Linked DNA regions of Mus musculus: region 1 is linked to region 2. A link is a contact called in public HiChIP or PLAC-seq data. All regions are on one chromosome and are shown on one strand. The core of a region is the stretch at or near the end of the contact, and the rest is flanking DNA. Distances in the headings are between cores, read along the strand shown.

Region 1 (6,923 bases), core at 1,131-3,630, 310 kb after region 2:
CCTCCCTAGAGACTAGAATGTTGAGGGGGGAGGGGAGAGAGGGGGAGGGGGAGAAGGAGGGTAGATCCTTGCAGGCGTGTGAGCTTCAGAAATTGCTTTCCCTCCACAGCTGCTTCGAGATGTCTATGCTCTGTTCTAAATGATGTCTGACTGTTCCTAATCAAGAAATACAAACACCATCCAAGTCCCTTTTTCGTGGAGAATGTGTGTTGTGAAGATCAGCTCAAAGGGTAGAGGACCCAGCTCCCTGTTAGGAGGAGAAGCATGGGGGCTCCTACATGTTTATACAGGACACAAATGAAGCCATTTGTGTCTCTACTCTGGAACCAGAAGAGCTCCAACCCTCAGGGCCAAAACAGGACTCCACTGCCGAGCTCCACAGTGCATACCTCACTATAGAGAGTTCACTCAGCAAAAGCTGGCATCCCTGGACACCAGCCCCTGCCTTGCGTCTCCCTTCTAGGGGTTTCTAACACCTAGCCAGCAGGATTGGTGTGGGGATCCAGCAATGGGACCCTGTGCAACCCCTGCCACATGGTAGGCACAGTGACGTTTCTTGTGTCATGCAGCTGCTGTACAAAGGACCTTTGCCCAGACTGTCTCTCCAGGAAAGGAAAAGAACCAAGCACCAAGGGGTGGGACTGGGAAAAGAGTTAACTACTGGACCCCATCTTTAGAGTATTTGGAGATACCCGGCCTAGGTCCTTCACACTGTCAAGTGAAAAATCTCAGAAAGTTTGCTTGGCTGCCTAGCAAAAGAGCTTCAAAGTCGAGAGCTGAGTTCCCAACTACTTCCAGATGTGCCTCTTGTAGACTGTACGGTCCCGGGCAAGTCACTTCACACAGCCTCAGTTCCTTCGTGGTAAAATGGAGATATTACCCTTCTCGTTAGGTACTATGGGGCTCAAATACAAAAGAATATAAGACTTCCCAGTAAGCACAGGTAGGCATAGAATTACCTTTCAGCTGGGACATGGAAAAACTACCTATGAACTGAAGTTTCCAAAGTCACATTTACCTAAGACTGCAGGGCTGTGTGACTCAAGCTTCCCACTTGTGGAGACCTGGAATGTTAGGGATTTAGAGTTATCTTGGACTATCTGTAAGTGCATTTAGTAGCCATTCATTGTCTACTTCTGGTTTGATCCAATATATTTTCAACTATCAGATAAAACCTTTGGAATGTGTCAGTTTAACAGATCCCTGCCTTCCCTAGCCTAAAAGCTAAGAATCGCATAATTTATGAAATCTGTACAGGAGATTTCCCCACTTTGCATACCTGTCTGCTGTCCTCATAACTTTATTTGGCAATACAGTCTATTGTCTTTCTGTGACTATAAATGCTCACATAACATAACTGCTTCCACTGTGGAACACACTATCTGGGGCCACCTGAATCTACATTCCTGGGCCATAGCCACTCACATTTGACTGAGAATAAATAATCTCATTCCCCTAAAGTGGGAGCTATATTTTTCTCCAAACACCCTAGTGGCCCAGAACTGTCCCAGCAAGCCAGAGCACGTGGCCACTCAGTGAAAGACCCAGCACAACAGTACTTAGCCCTTTGACAAGTCCTCAGTGATGACAGCCACAGGGTAGTATGTTTCCCCTACAGCAGTGGCCCATGCTGGACATAGATCAAAAAACAAGGACCATACATCAGACTCCTGGATGGGACCAGGGCAAAGGACTCAGACTTAACAGCCATATTCTGAGGAGTACCAGAGAGGCCAAAGCCTCATGAAACTGTGACCTCCGGAAGCTTGTGATAAGAGATAGTGAAGGAGTGGCTCTTTTGGCAGGACCCTGCTTGTCCTGCCCCCTCCTCAATTTTGTCCCATGAGAGCAATTAAAGCCAGCTCTAAACAAGGCAGAAACTTAGCAGCTCTTCCTCTAGCGGATCTTGTGTCAATATCCTACTGCAGTGTAGTTCTCAGCCTTCCCAATGCTGTGACCTACAGTTCCTCAGGTTGTAGTGAGCCCCCAACCCATATAATTATTTTTGTTGCTACTTCATAACTATAATTTCGCTAGTCTTAGAAATCATAGTGTAAGTATCTGATTTGCAGAATATCTGATATGAAACCCCTATGAAAGGGTCATTTGACGCCAAGTGGGCAGTAACCCACAGGTTGAGAACTACAGTCCTATTGGCTTCAGCCTGGCCCTTTCCTCCTTGAAAGGAGCCCTCAGCCTTTGGCCTTGGGGCTAGCCTGACGCTGAGTTGGCAGGAGCCCTTGCTTTCCCTGGAGCTCAATGACCCAAACACATCCCAGAGGCTTGATCCCCAGCCAAGCATGACTCAGACCTCAGCAATGTATGATCCTCCGATTCCCCTCCCCAGGGGTGAATTCCTTACCCGAAGGTGAGCTCACAGCTGGCCTAACCACTATGCCAGGCGTGCTTCTGTACACAACGACTAGCCTTGCCCAGGCTCCTGGAGGTACGGCCTGTGCTCCTGCTGTTTCCTGGCTCTGCCCACACACCCCTACCCAGAGTCTATGCTGTGTGTGGAGGTGAGGAAGGGAGGCAGAGATGAGGAAATCCTAAGACCAAGTTCAAGGCTCAAGAGAGTGGAGCAGGCAAACTTAAATCAGCAGGGACCAGAGCTGAGAGCTAACTAATTATAGGGTGGTTGGTTAGCCAAGGTCCTCCCTGGCCAGTCCTAGAACACAGAGAGAGGGATGCCCCTGGATCCAAAATTGAGAGCAGTTTCTCCCCTATGAGCTTGCCTGGGTCAGGCCGTCCTGGCCTTCTGAGACCCCTGACAAACTGTGTGGGATGATGGCTGCCTTCTAGGTGGTAATAGCTAAACCTGCATTAGCAAGCATGAAGGTCCATAAAGTCCGACTCTTCCTTTATGATAAGGTTTGGACTTCACCTTCCATCTCCACAACAATACTCCAATTTGCAGAAATGGAAGCATCACAACGCCACTTCCTTAAGATTTAAAAAAATATCACTTGAGCCAGGCAGAGTGGCACATGCCTTTAATCCCAGCCCCTATCTAGAGTTCCAGAATAGATAGGGGCTACTTGAGATACCCTGACTTGATAATTAACTAATTGATAATTAATACGTAAACCGGGCAGTGGTGGCACATCCCTGTTAATCCCAACACTCTGGAGACAAAGACAGGCAGAACTCTGAGTTCAAGGCCAACCTGGTCTACAGAGCAAGTTCCAGGACAGCCAGGGGCTATACAGAGAAACCCTGTTTCCATAAATAAATAAGTAAATAAATAAAATATCATATGAATAGGTGGAAGAAAGTACCAGGACTTTGTTGAACAGAATCTGAGTGCCCGCTCTGGCCCCCGGTTGGAGACATGACATTCAATTCTGTTCCAGAGATTACAGTATTACTCACTACTAGAGATTACGGTATTACTTGTTACTGTCAGCTCTCTGAAGTTACTCTAAGCGTGTCAGTCAGCTGGCCTAGAGACCACTCCTGATGACACGCTGAGAGGGGAGAAATAATTATCCCTTAATGAGATCACGTACTTATCCCGGAAGCTCCTCCCTCCAGGTACTGACAGACTTTCACTGTTGAGCCTGCCCACTCCCCTGAGCTTTAACTCTGAGGCGAGCTTTCTTTCTTCTTTTCTCTTTCTACCTCTTCCTTGCAAAGGGACCAGAATCCCGATCACACTTACCCTGGGATTTTTCTCTTGTTCCTAGAACACACCTTCTCTGCTTGTCCACACAGCTGCTTGTAAGCCCCTCCCTTCCCCTTCTCCATCTCCCTCCCTCCCAATCTGCTATTTACAGCCTTTCTACAATGTGGTTTTTCTCTCAAAATCAAGTGAAATGATCCTAAAGTTTGCTTCTGCGTTCATATTAAAATTGTTTTATCAGCAAGGCTTGAAAACCCGTACAAGGGTGCTCTGATTTCCTGGTAATTTGTGTCCCCTCATTTCTTTGTTCCAGACACAAAGTACCTAGACAATGCATCCTGGAACATCCCAAAACCTCTCCACTTAGAAAGGTCCAGCCACTGTAGGGCCATAACTCCTGTACTCCACACTAAGCCAAGGGTTCTTCCAGCGACATAGCTTTGTCCATCTTTGATTGTACGAAGAAATGTAAAGGCAATTCTCTTACAATCACAAAAGAAATCTCCTCATCTGATAGGGCAGAGAGTGACCATCTGACCAAGATTCAAACATAATGAGACCTGAGTCTGTGAGGCAAGTACTGACTCTGAGTAGAATCAGAAACTCCAAGGAACAGACTGGAAATGCCAGACCCACACAGGAACCAAACTTGCTTGGCTTGTGGGCATAGCCAGACTGGACAAGCCATCTCATTCACATACAGTATGTTGGGCAGTGTGTGGCCATGGTTGGCCAGGTCTCAACAGTGACCTCCTCTCTAGGTGCCCTCTGATCTGCCAGAAAGACTGTGTTGCTCACAGTGTGGGTGGTTGAGCACAAAGGGTTCTGAGGTGCCCATATTGTGATGGCTGCTCTCCTGAGGGTCCAGCCCCAGCTTCTGAAAACACTTCCTGTAACTGCGGGCTTTTAGGAAAGGAAATCCCACCTACATCTCTGTGAGAGACAGAGTGGGAATCAGGACTTCCCTTATCCCTACCCCACAGCTGGCCTGGACTTGCTTTTATGACTGTAACAGCTGGCTCGGAAGCTCTAAGTGGCAGTGGATCATGAAGTCAATAGAAAGTCCAGGAACCACAGCCTGGAAGTATCCCTGGTCAGAGCAGATTCGTGGGCCCTGGAGTTTTTGACCTCTCAGGTCTGAGTTCTATAGGTGGAGGGGAACTTGTTTGCTCCCACCTCACACAGAAGATCCCTGGAGCAGAAAGTCTGACAGGCTGAGACGGCATCTGCTCATGATAGTCTTCCACTGACTCTGAGTTAGTACAGTATGTCCCATTACCCCTTAGTTGACCCTTAAGAACCTTTGACACTCTCATGGGCAGGGTGAGGCTACGGAGGGAGGACAGAAGAGCTGCAGTATTCCAGACTGCTGTGAAGACGAAGGTACTCGCTCCTCTGGGATCAGCCGGAAGAAAGGAAATTCAGAGGTTCTCCCTGCCATACACAGGGCATACACAGGGCCGGCCGGCTCTCTGCCTCTCACTTACCTAACCTAACCTGTGTAAACAGCCAGCCCTCCCGCCAGGACCCGCCTTGCCTGCACCCCTCTTCTCTAGCCCCTGTCCATCTTGGTGGCCCAGCATGCAATGGCATCCCCACAGATCCTGGAGGAAGCCATCTCTTGAGGATAGATAGGATGAGGCCTTGGGCCTTTAATAGAACATCAGACAGTGTGGTGGCTCGTGATTTCTCACCTTCATGTTTACAATAATATCTTCTTTTTAAATTTTATTTATTTATTTGTTTAATTTATTTTTTTTTTTCCGAGACAGGGTTTCTCTGTGTAGCCCTGGCTGTCCTGGAACTCACTCTGTAGACCAGGCTGGCCTCGAACTCAGCCTCCCGAGTGTTGGGATTAAAGGCGTGCGCATGCACCGACACTGGCCAGCAAAACAGTGCTGTGTGTAGATCCCCACAGCATCAGGGTCAGAGGCTGCGAATGAGGAGAGCAGAGCAGAGCGGAGGAGTCACACGCTTCCTGGACTCCGGGATGGCGTTTTTTTTTTTTTTTTTAAAGTTTTTTATTTTATGTATGTGAGTACACTGTAGCTGTCTTCAGAAGACAGCAGAAGAGGGCATCAGATCCCATTACAGATGGTTGTGAGCCACCATGTGGTTGCTGGGAATTGAACTCAGGACCTCTGGAAGAGCAGTCAGTACTCTTAACTGCTGAGCCATCTCTTCAGTCCAATTTATTTATTTTTATCTTATGTGAGTTGGTATTTTGCTGGTGTATGTCTATGTGAGGGTGTCAGGTTCCCTGGAACTGGAGTTGCATACAGTTGTGAGCTGCCATGTGGGTGTTGGTAATTGAACTCAGGTCCTCTGGAAGAGCGACCAGTGCTCCCAACTGCTGAGCCATCTCTTCAGCCCCAGATATTGCCTATGTAATTAAGACCTTTTGAATTCATCAAAGCAGACCCTTCTGCATGAATCTGGCTCCAACATGGAAGAAACCTTGCAAGAGAAGCGGACCCTTCCTAAATTCCATAAAGGCATGATAGAGTAGAGATTATCTTGGAGAGGAGCTACAGACAAAATCTGGGACCCCAAGGCAGCTTCCATCTGCTTTCCCCCCAAACTACCCCCCTCCCATCACTGCAGAAGAAATCATGACTGTAGACAGGTTCTTTCCCACACGAGCCTCCAGACCAGGTCAGAGATCAGCAAATAGCTTCAGTTCCATGTGACACTCCGCAAAAGGCTCCAGATAAGCTATGTCCACACTCGTGGCCTTGAGGAACTGTGAGAAAGCAAAGAGGTGTTGTCCTGAGCTGCTAAATTTGCAGTAATTTGTCACATCATATGACAAGGAGGAAGAAGGCTTTCCAAGGTCACGATGGAGCCTGAGAGCTTGAAACAGTTTATCTTCTCCAGGCCTTCAGCCTTGGCCCAAAACTCTCCTCAAACCAGAGTCAGCAACCGGAACAGTGTGCAGACTCCGGTGTCTGGTGCCTGCCCTGAGGCTGGTTGAGAACCTGAAGCTAGAAAGGGTGTGGACAGAAGTGCACACCAGGTTTCTGGTGGCATCTAAACAGGCCACTTAGCTATGGCCTCAGTAGAGTATCCATGTCCTTGGGGTGGCCTAGCAATGATAGAAGTCCCTTTCACAACACCTGCACGGCTGAATTTACATGTCAATTTTTTGTTTGTTCATTTGTTGTAAAAGTAGTGGCTTTTCTATGCCTGCCTTTGCTCTAAAATAATGACATAGGAACCTTTATATGTATTATAAACTTCTGGCACTTAGAATCTGGACAGATTCTAAGCTATTCTAACCTGACAGTGGGCCTAGCCTACT
Region 2 (7,169 bases), core at 4,041-6,540:
AAGTATCTACTCTGGTTCCTCCTTAGATCACAAACTTCCTGCTTCCTAGATAATGGTAAATTCCTTCCTAGGGCTGTGACTTAGCTATCCATGCCCTGGGTCAGCTCAAGGACTACCTAGAATCTAACTTAGCTATATGTCAAATAGAGGCACTTATAATAAAGCAATATTAAGGGAAAGCACACAGATCAGTTTACCAACTAAAGCAAGGACATTGAAGCATTCATTATACAGGATGCCACAATTCCAGGAGACTACATTTCCTTGAACTTTTAGCCTCGGGACAGCACCCAGGTTTTTGGGGCCTGTTGCACTTGTCATTACTGGAGAGGATGTAGCAGGGAAGAGCCACAGAGATAAGAGGTATTAAGACTGGGAGAACTTTGAGTTAAGGGCAAGGTTTGAGGTATATTGAATCTCTACTCATTTCTCTGGGTTTGAGACTGTGGATTAATCTTATCAAAATCTGCTGTGTGCAATAGACAGCAGCAACCTGGTAGCTGGGGTGCTGTGGTCAAGCAGAACTGCTTTTCCTGGAGGACTGTTTAGAACCCTGAAGTGATGCACACTGTAAGTCTTCAAACGGAAGCAAGGTCAAGTGGGTCCCAATAGTTAGCAGAAGGAGAGGCCACCTGTGCCCAGTGACCTCAGATGCCCAGGCAGGGAGGCCTACACAGATTCTCCCCACTTCCTACCCTAGCCTCTTCTTAACATCTTCCCTTCCCTAGAGAAGAACCAGTAGAAACACAGGGCCCTGTGGAAGAAGAGCGAGGGTCTATGGGAGTTGTATGTGGCGGCGTGTACAAGGTCTATGAAGAGCATAGATTGTTAGCTCAAGAGAACTAATGGACTTCAGCTTCCCAACTGGATTTCCACCACAACTGTGGATGACCTGAAGCACAACCATTTGTTACTGAGGATTTCTGTGGAGTTCCCTCCACTCTATCAGAGACCTGTTGTTCCAGTTTTTTCTCATTTGTTTTGCTTCCATGGAGTAACATATGTGACTTGCACTGAAAGAACCTAGTGGGGAAAACCCGACACAACTCCCGATTCGGCGTGCACCCAAGAATCACCAACAGACGACCATCTTGATGTAAAAACACGAGGTAGTTTAATGGCAGAGCTCCGGTTCGAAATGTATCTCATGCAGGAGACAGTGGTTTCGACCCTGAGGATTGTAAGATAGGGGTTTTTTATAGAAAAGGGGCTGGGGCTGGAGGAGGAATTGGCGAGGTTTCACACGATTGGTCCATTTAAACATTAGCAGACTGTCAGAAGGGCAGAAGATAGGGAGGCACTGGGCCAGTCCGGACATGTAATGACGCAGCCCCAAGTTTTAAAGCTCACAAACAACTCTTTGGGCTATTTGACATAAATTACATGAATCACAGGTCTCAAGTTTTATTTTCTTTCAGCACCTCTGCTACCTAGACCTCAAGCCCCTCCTAACTCTGAGCCTACCTTCGGATGGCCACTTCAGACACATTTCTTTTTTTTAAAAAAAAGGAAGATTGTACATTCACTAGCACAACTTCTTAATGCCACTTCAACAATACAATAACAATAACACCATCAAATATGTTCTCTCTATCACAAGAGGGAGACCTCTCATCCTTCCACCCACACACATGCATGTACACTCAAGAGCATACATTCATGGGATTGGTCAGATCAAAGGAGGAAATCCATGCCTTAATCCTCGCTCATGAGCACTTCAGTGATCCCCAAATCAACAGCTACACCCCAAGTACCATGACTATTGCTGGTATCAACCACAAAGGCTCAAAAAGCAGAAATTTACAAATGTTTATTTTTTCTCTTTTAGGTAAGACCTGTCTTATCTTGGGTCTTAACTTGGCCAAACTGTTGAATACCCTGATTTTCAACAGAAGCTTTCCCTAGCACAGTCAATATCGTCGCTTTGAATGCTCTGAGTGGCATAGAAACTGAAAGAAGATAATCCCTGGGCATCCTCCCAGCAGCCGCTGCTACTCAGTGTCCAAAGCGCCTATAGTATTCAGAGCAGCATCCAAGAGTCCCTTCTTACATTACTTCATATGTGAATATGCTGCAACCATGTCATGAGAAGATCCCATAATAATCTGGGCCTCGGGGACTCTCGTTCCTGCCTTTCGCCTCCAGCACAGACAGGGATGGGTGTGAGTTTCTCAGTGGAAAGTCATCTCTGGGATGCCTTCCAGTCTCTAGCTGATAATACCTGGCGCTTGCTCGCTTTGGAGGGAAGGGATTACTTGGGAGCTGTGAAAGTTGTAAACGTAGACTGATAGTAACTTTGGGTTGATATTGGACACATTAATCCAAGGCTACGTGAATAGATAGACTTTAGCATGCTTTAAATGGTGAAAAATGAATACATTGGGAATTTGCTGTCCCCCAAAATGTGCCTTGGAGCACATACCTTCATTTTATCTTTGCAACCACATGGCATTTTGTCCAGTTCTTCAAAGAGAAGGCCAGAGGGTTCTCTCCAAGTTCCCCTCAGGGTTATCAGTGCTCAGGATCTAGACCAGGTATTCCAGAATCTTGTCCTCTTACTGAAGGAAACAAACGCCCACACAGATTGCAAAGTAGCAGGGAAATTCTATTTAAAGCAAAGCAATAGAAAAGATCGGAATCAGAGACCAGCAGGCTATGTAGTTGAAAATACATAAGGGTTAGTCTTCGTGACTTCCTTTTATGGGGTTCAAGAGAAAGAGGATCTTAGTTACTAGAGTTTGGGTCATTCCCCATTTTGAATGACAGATTAAGTTGTTTCTTTACTATGTATGTCCTTCCCATGATGTATCTGATTTTAATCATATGCACACTCAACTATGTATAGGCATAAGGTGATAAATAAGGGACTCTCCCTAAAAGTTCGTGTGAGTATTCAGTCTCACCATTATCACCCATACACTCAAAATCAGTTCAAGCCGAGTCAGCCCATGGCTGAGTGATTCACTTCCATCTTTTTTTTTCCCCTTGGTTTTTCGAGACAGGGTTTCTCTGTGTAGCCCTGGCTGTCCTGGAACTCACTTTGTAGACCAGGCTGGCCTTGAACTCAGAAATCCACCTGCCTCTGCCTCTTGAGTGCTGGGATTAAAGGCGTGTGCCACCACGCCCGGCTTTACTTCCAGTTTTTAAAGCTGGTATATGTGCATCTCAATACAAGTTGTTTCAGGTGCTGCTGGCAGATTGCTGGGTGCATTGTTTGGACACTGTTGTATACACACAGTACTTGCACATAAGATTCTTGACCTGCCAAGTGCATGAGTATAAGAGAAAGGTATATATAGCCTAAGCCAAGTCCAAAGTTGCTAACTCATGCTTGCCTCTCTCATCAGAACACTTGTGGTTCTCAGCCAAAGGTTCCAGGGAAATAGGCAGCAAGTCAGGGAGCAAGTGAGCATGTTTGTCAGAGATCGGACCTCTCTCTCTCTCTCAATATCTGCACTTTGGGTCCCTGTGAGAGCCTTGGGTACAGAGAATGGTGGCAGACTTCACTCAGCCGCTTGGGATGATTGAGATAGCATCAGCTGCCCTTTGACCCTTTAGAACTCACTGATAGATGTCAGTGGGGCTCATGTGAGGAATGAATCTGAACCAAGAGTCTGAGACACCTTGTGGTTCTAGCAAAAGTGAGCTAAGACACAGTCTTTTGTTTTGAATTCAGAGTGATTGGACTAACAGGGCTCATACACAAAAGGCTGCTGGTGAAGACCTCTCTATTCCTGCCCCTAGTGCTTTATGGTTTGACACCAATGGGATGCTTTTAGAGGCCAAGGAGAGAAAGAAGTTGAAGGGTACATCTGAGTCCCTTGAGTGGTCAGGTGGCATCGCTTTGGCACTTGATGCTTGCTCTGTCCTAATTAATTATAGACTCTCCAACTAGAATGCCTGAAACCCCACACGTCATAGAATACCAGGTATCTCAGACCTCCAAGGAGGGTGACCTTTGCTAGCGTGTGGATGCCAGTGGCTCTTGGAAGCCCATAAGCTATTTTCAAGGTTTTTCTGTTGTTAAGGCCAGGAAATCATCATGTGCCCCCTTTGACTGGCCAACATGTTAAGTCCCGGGAACAAACCAAATCCCAATTGTGAATTTCTAGGTCACAAGAGGCCATGGATTAATCAGACTATTTACAAAACCCTGTCAACACACGCCAGAGGGAACAAGACAGTTGATGCCAGTGACATTTTGTGGATTTCTTGTAGCATGTTTTGACCATCCTTTTCTTATTAAACATTCAAATCCTTGTCATGTCCTCTAACACGGGGTTTTGCTGTCTGCTCACCCGCTGAGGACCAGTAATCTAAGACACATGCCTGGAGCCACACAGAGCTGAAAGCCCCCAGGGTCCAATTCCACCACAGCATGCACACTGCACAGACACACAGCAGACCTTTCCTGCGCCAATGCTTCCAAGCGTGTACTGTGAGATGCTCCCCTGAGAATCGGTCCCTCGGCTCCAGCTTTCCCTGCAGAACTATCTTCCCGTGGCTTTCACACAGAGGGCCTGCTTATCAGAAGGACTTTACGACATTACCACGGCAGGTGCCATCCTAATAATCAGGGTTTAGAGTCAAAACAAAGATAATCAGGGTTTATAGTCAAAACTGTAATAATTAGTTTTCATTGTCAACTTGTCTAGATTTGAAGTCACCCAGGAGACTGATAACATATGGCCCTAGATTTGTCTATGAGATTGCTTCCAGGGAAGACCTTCCCTGAGTGTGGACAATACCATCTCAGAGGCTAGAGTCCAGAAGAAATAAAAGAAGAAAGGAGAAAGGCAGGCAAGGAAAAGCATTTCCATCTCTCTTATTTCTGGTTAGTCATGCAGCAGGTATCTTCTTTCCACTATACACTCCCATGACTATAGCATCCTGCTCAGGTACAGGAGACCAAGCAAGAATAGATGGATGGATAGATGAATGGAGGGAAATGTTTGAAACCATGAGCCAAAACAAATCCTGTCTCCCTCCCCTAAGCTGTTTCTGTTAAGTGTAAAGAGCATAGAAGCTAACACATACCCCTTCCCATAGAGGAAAGAGGCTCACAGTGATTTATTGCACAGTGTTGGGCCCCGGCCTCAACTCTAATTCCCATGTTCACCAACTAGATTTTGTTCACCTTGTCTCTCTGGATGCTATACAATCCGTTCTGTAAAGGTGTAACCTTAATTGTAAAAGTCATATTCCAGCAACACCCTTCTTGCCCTGTGCTGAGCCTCCGGATTGCAAGACGCAGTGGCAGTGCTGGAGCTGTCTGGGATCGCTTCCAATGAATACGTGCTCAGGAATGTTGTAAGGTCTGAGTTAAGGAGTTGGCATTTCATAATTGCCTGTGGGTGAAAGTATTTATGCCAAGGAAATGGGCAAACAGGGATCAAAAATAAAGGCTTCCTCTCTCCCCTCCACCAGGGAGACGGTTTATTTGCTTTCCAGAAAGGGTCACAGTGACCATAAAGAGAGAGAAGTCCTCTCAGGACCCTTAGTCACATAAGACAGAAGTCAACACTGATAGATCTAAGTAGAGATGGGCTGTTAGGAAAAGTAGGACTTGGATAGTCTACAGAACCCACAGGAAATATGTAGAGCTGAAACAGGCTTGAACCCAGAGCAGCAAGGCAGAAGACACCATAAAATTCTCAGTTTCCTCTACCACTGCACACTTGGCCCTAGGCACGGCCAACCCTCTTTAACAGAGAAAATCCTAAAACATTCTTTCGCCTTGACCTCCCTTGATCCAGTTCTGAAGAGATGTCTTTGATTGACAGGCTTTAAGCAGGTCTATCCAGTAGTCAGTGTCACATAAAGCAATTCCTTCGTGGTTCCTGCTTCTACCGCAGAAGGCTGAGACTGGTCCTGATTGTCCTGAACTGACAGTGTGCTAACAGCTTCACTGCAGGAAAAACTCCACTCAAACCTGCTGGCTACAGAGCTGATGGGCCCCAGGGCAATTAAAAAAAGCCTCTCTCAAATATTTTTCCCATATGGACAAAAGTTTTCTCTGCAGTTTACCCAAATACCAATAACTTCGCAGATAAAATATTTTAAATGCATAGATCCCTCTCAGAACCAGTCCTTACCATCCTGACCTCCTTGGCCCCAGTGGTATCACAATAACACACACACACAGAGACAGAGACAGAGACAGAGACAGACAGACAGACAGACAGACAAACAGACAGACACATATACACACACACATATGCAGAGACAGAGTCAAACAGACACACACACACACACAGACAGACAGAGACAGACAGACAGACACACACACACACACACACACACACACACACACACACACACACATCCACACCCGTCAATGTGCAATGTGGAGCTAACATTTCCCTCCTACCCTCTCAATTTGGTTCAACTGACAAAGCAGAAGTAACTCTTAATCACATGCATTAGTGTAAGATTTAAGCATGGATAATACAGAACAGCAGGTAACCCGAAAAACCTTTCCATGTGGCTCCAGGATATAACATATGAGTCATTAATTATACAGAAGAATTAGAATTGCCTATGTAAATTGTGACCACAAGACGGATAGTTGCAAGGCTGCAAGTCCAATTCTGTGCTAACTTTCAGCTATATAAATTATAACATCAGCAGTATCCAAGGAGCTTTCTAGTACACAGCCAGTGCAACTGTGTATTGGGGCTGCTAGGGACGATTAGGAAAGGGAGATGGAATGAGGAAACAATGAACAAAAATCACATAAATTTTATTTTGGCCATAGGAACAGACAGTGCAATAGATAAAATGGTAATGAACACAGAACAAACACCTACAAAATTCACCTTCACGTTCATCCAGATTCACATTATTTCAAATAAGGAATCAGGGGAAGACCAGTAAATGTCTCCGTGTTTAATTATGCTTATGAAAAACAGAAAGTTCAAGGTTGTCTGATGATCTTGGGATGGGTTGGTGGGCAGAAGGAGGGGCTGTGAACAGACAGGTGGGAAATAAACCGATGTGGTCCTCAGTGTTTGAGCCCAGAGGGGCCCATGGAAAGAAGCACATGGCCTGCTTTGCTCCCCGGAAGGCATGTTCCTTTATAACATGAGAAAGGAACTTGCAGAGTAACAAGGACCTGATGCAGGAAGACTTTGGTCTCTAAGTGATCCCACGTTTGCAGCCTGGGGTTG

The links. HiChIP or PLAC-seq counts read pairs in DNA pulled down with a chosen protein or histone mark.
Region 1: an HNF4G HiChIP or PLAC-seq map of pancreatic cancer cells shows a contact between it and region 2. The contact joins two enhancer-like sites.

The regions. Positions count from the first base shown.
Region 1 is chr12:8,377,646-8,384,568 of GRCm38.p6, forward strand. No RefSeq gene overlaps it. Among named protein-coding and RNA genes, the nearest start is that of Gm33134, 17 kb to the left of the region's middle. Within about 2 kb of position 2,381, at least 129 of the 459 cell types and tissues checked have an H3K27ac peak or open chromatin away from gene starts, as enhancers often do. A contact at or near this core is called in pancreatic cancer cells, where this site is marked.
Region 2 is chr12:8,065,676-8,072,844 of GRCm38.p6, forward strand. All of the region lies in intron 2 of Gm33037 (a long non-coding RNA gene), which reads right to left. Among named protein-coding and RNA genes, the nearest start is that of Apob, 92 kb to the left of the region's middle. Within about 2 kb of position 5,291, at least 36 of the 459 cell types and tissues checked have an H3K27ac peak or open chromatin away from gene starts, as enhancers often do. A contact at or near this core is called in pancreatic cancer cells, where this site is marked.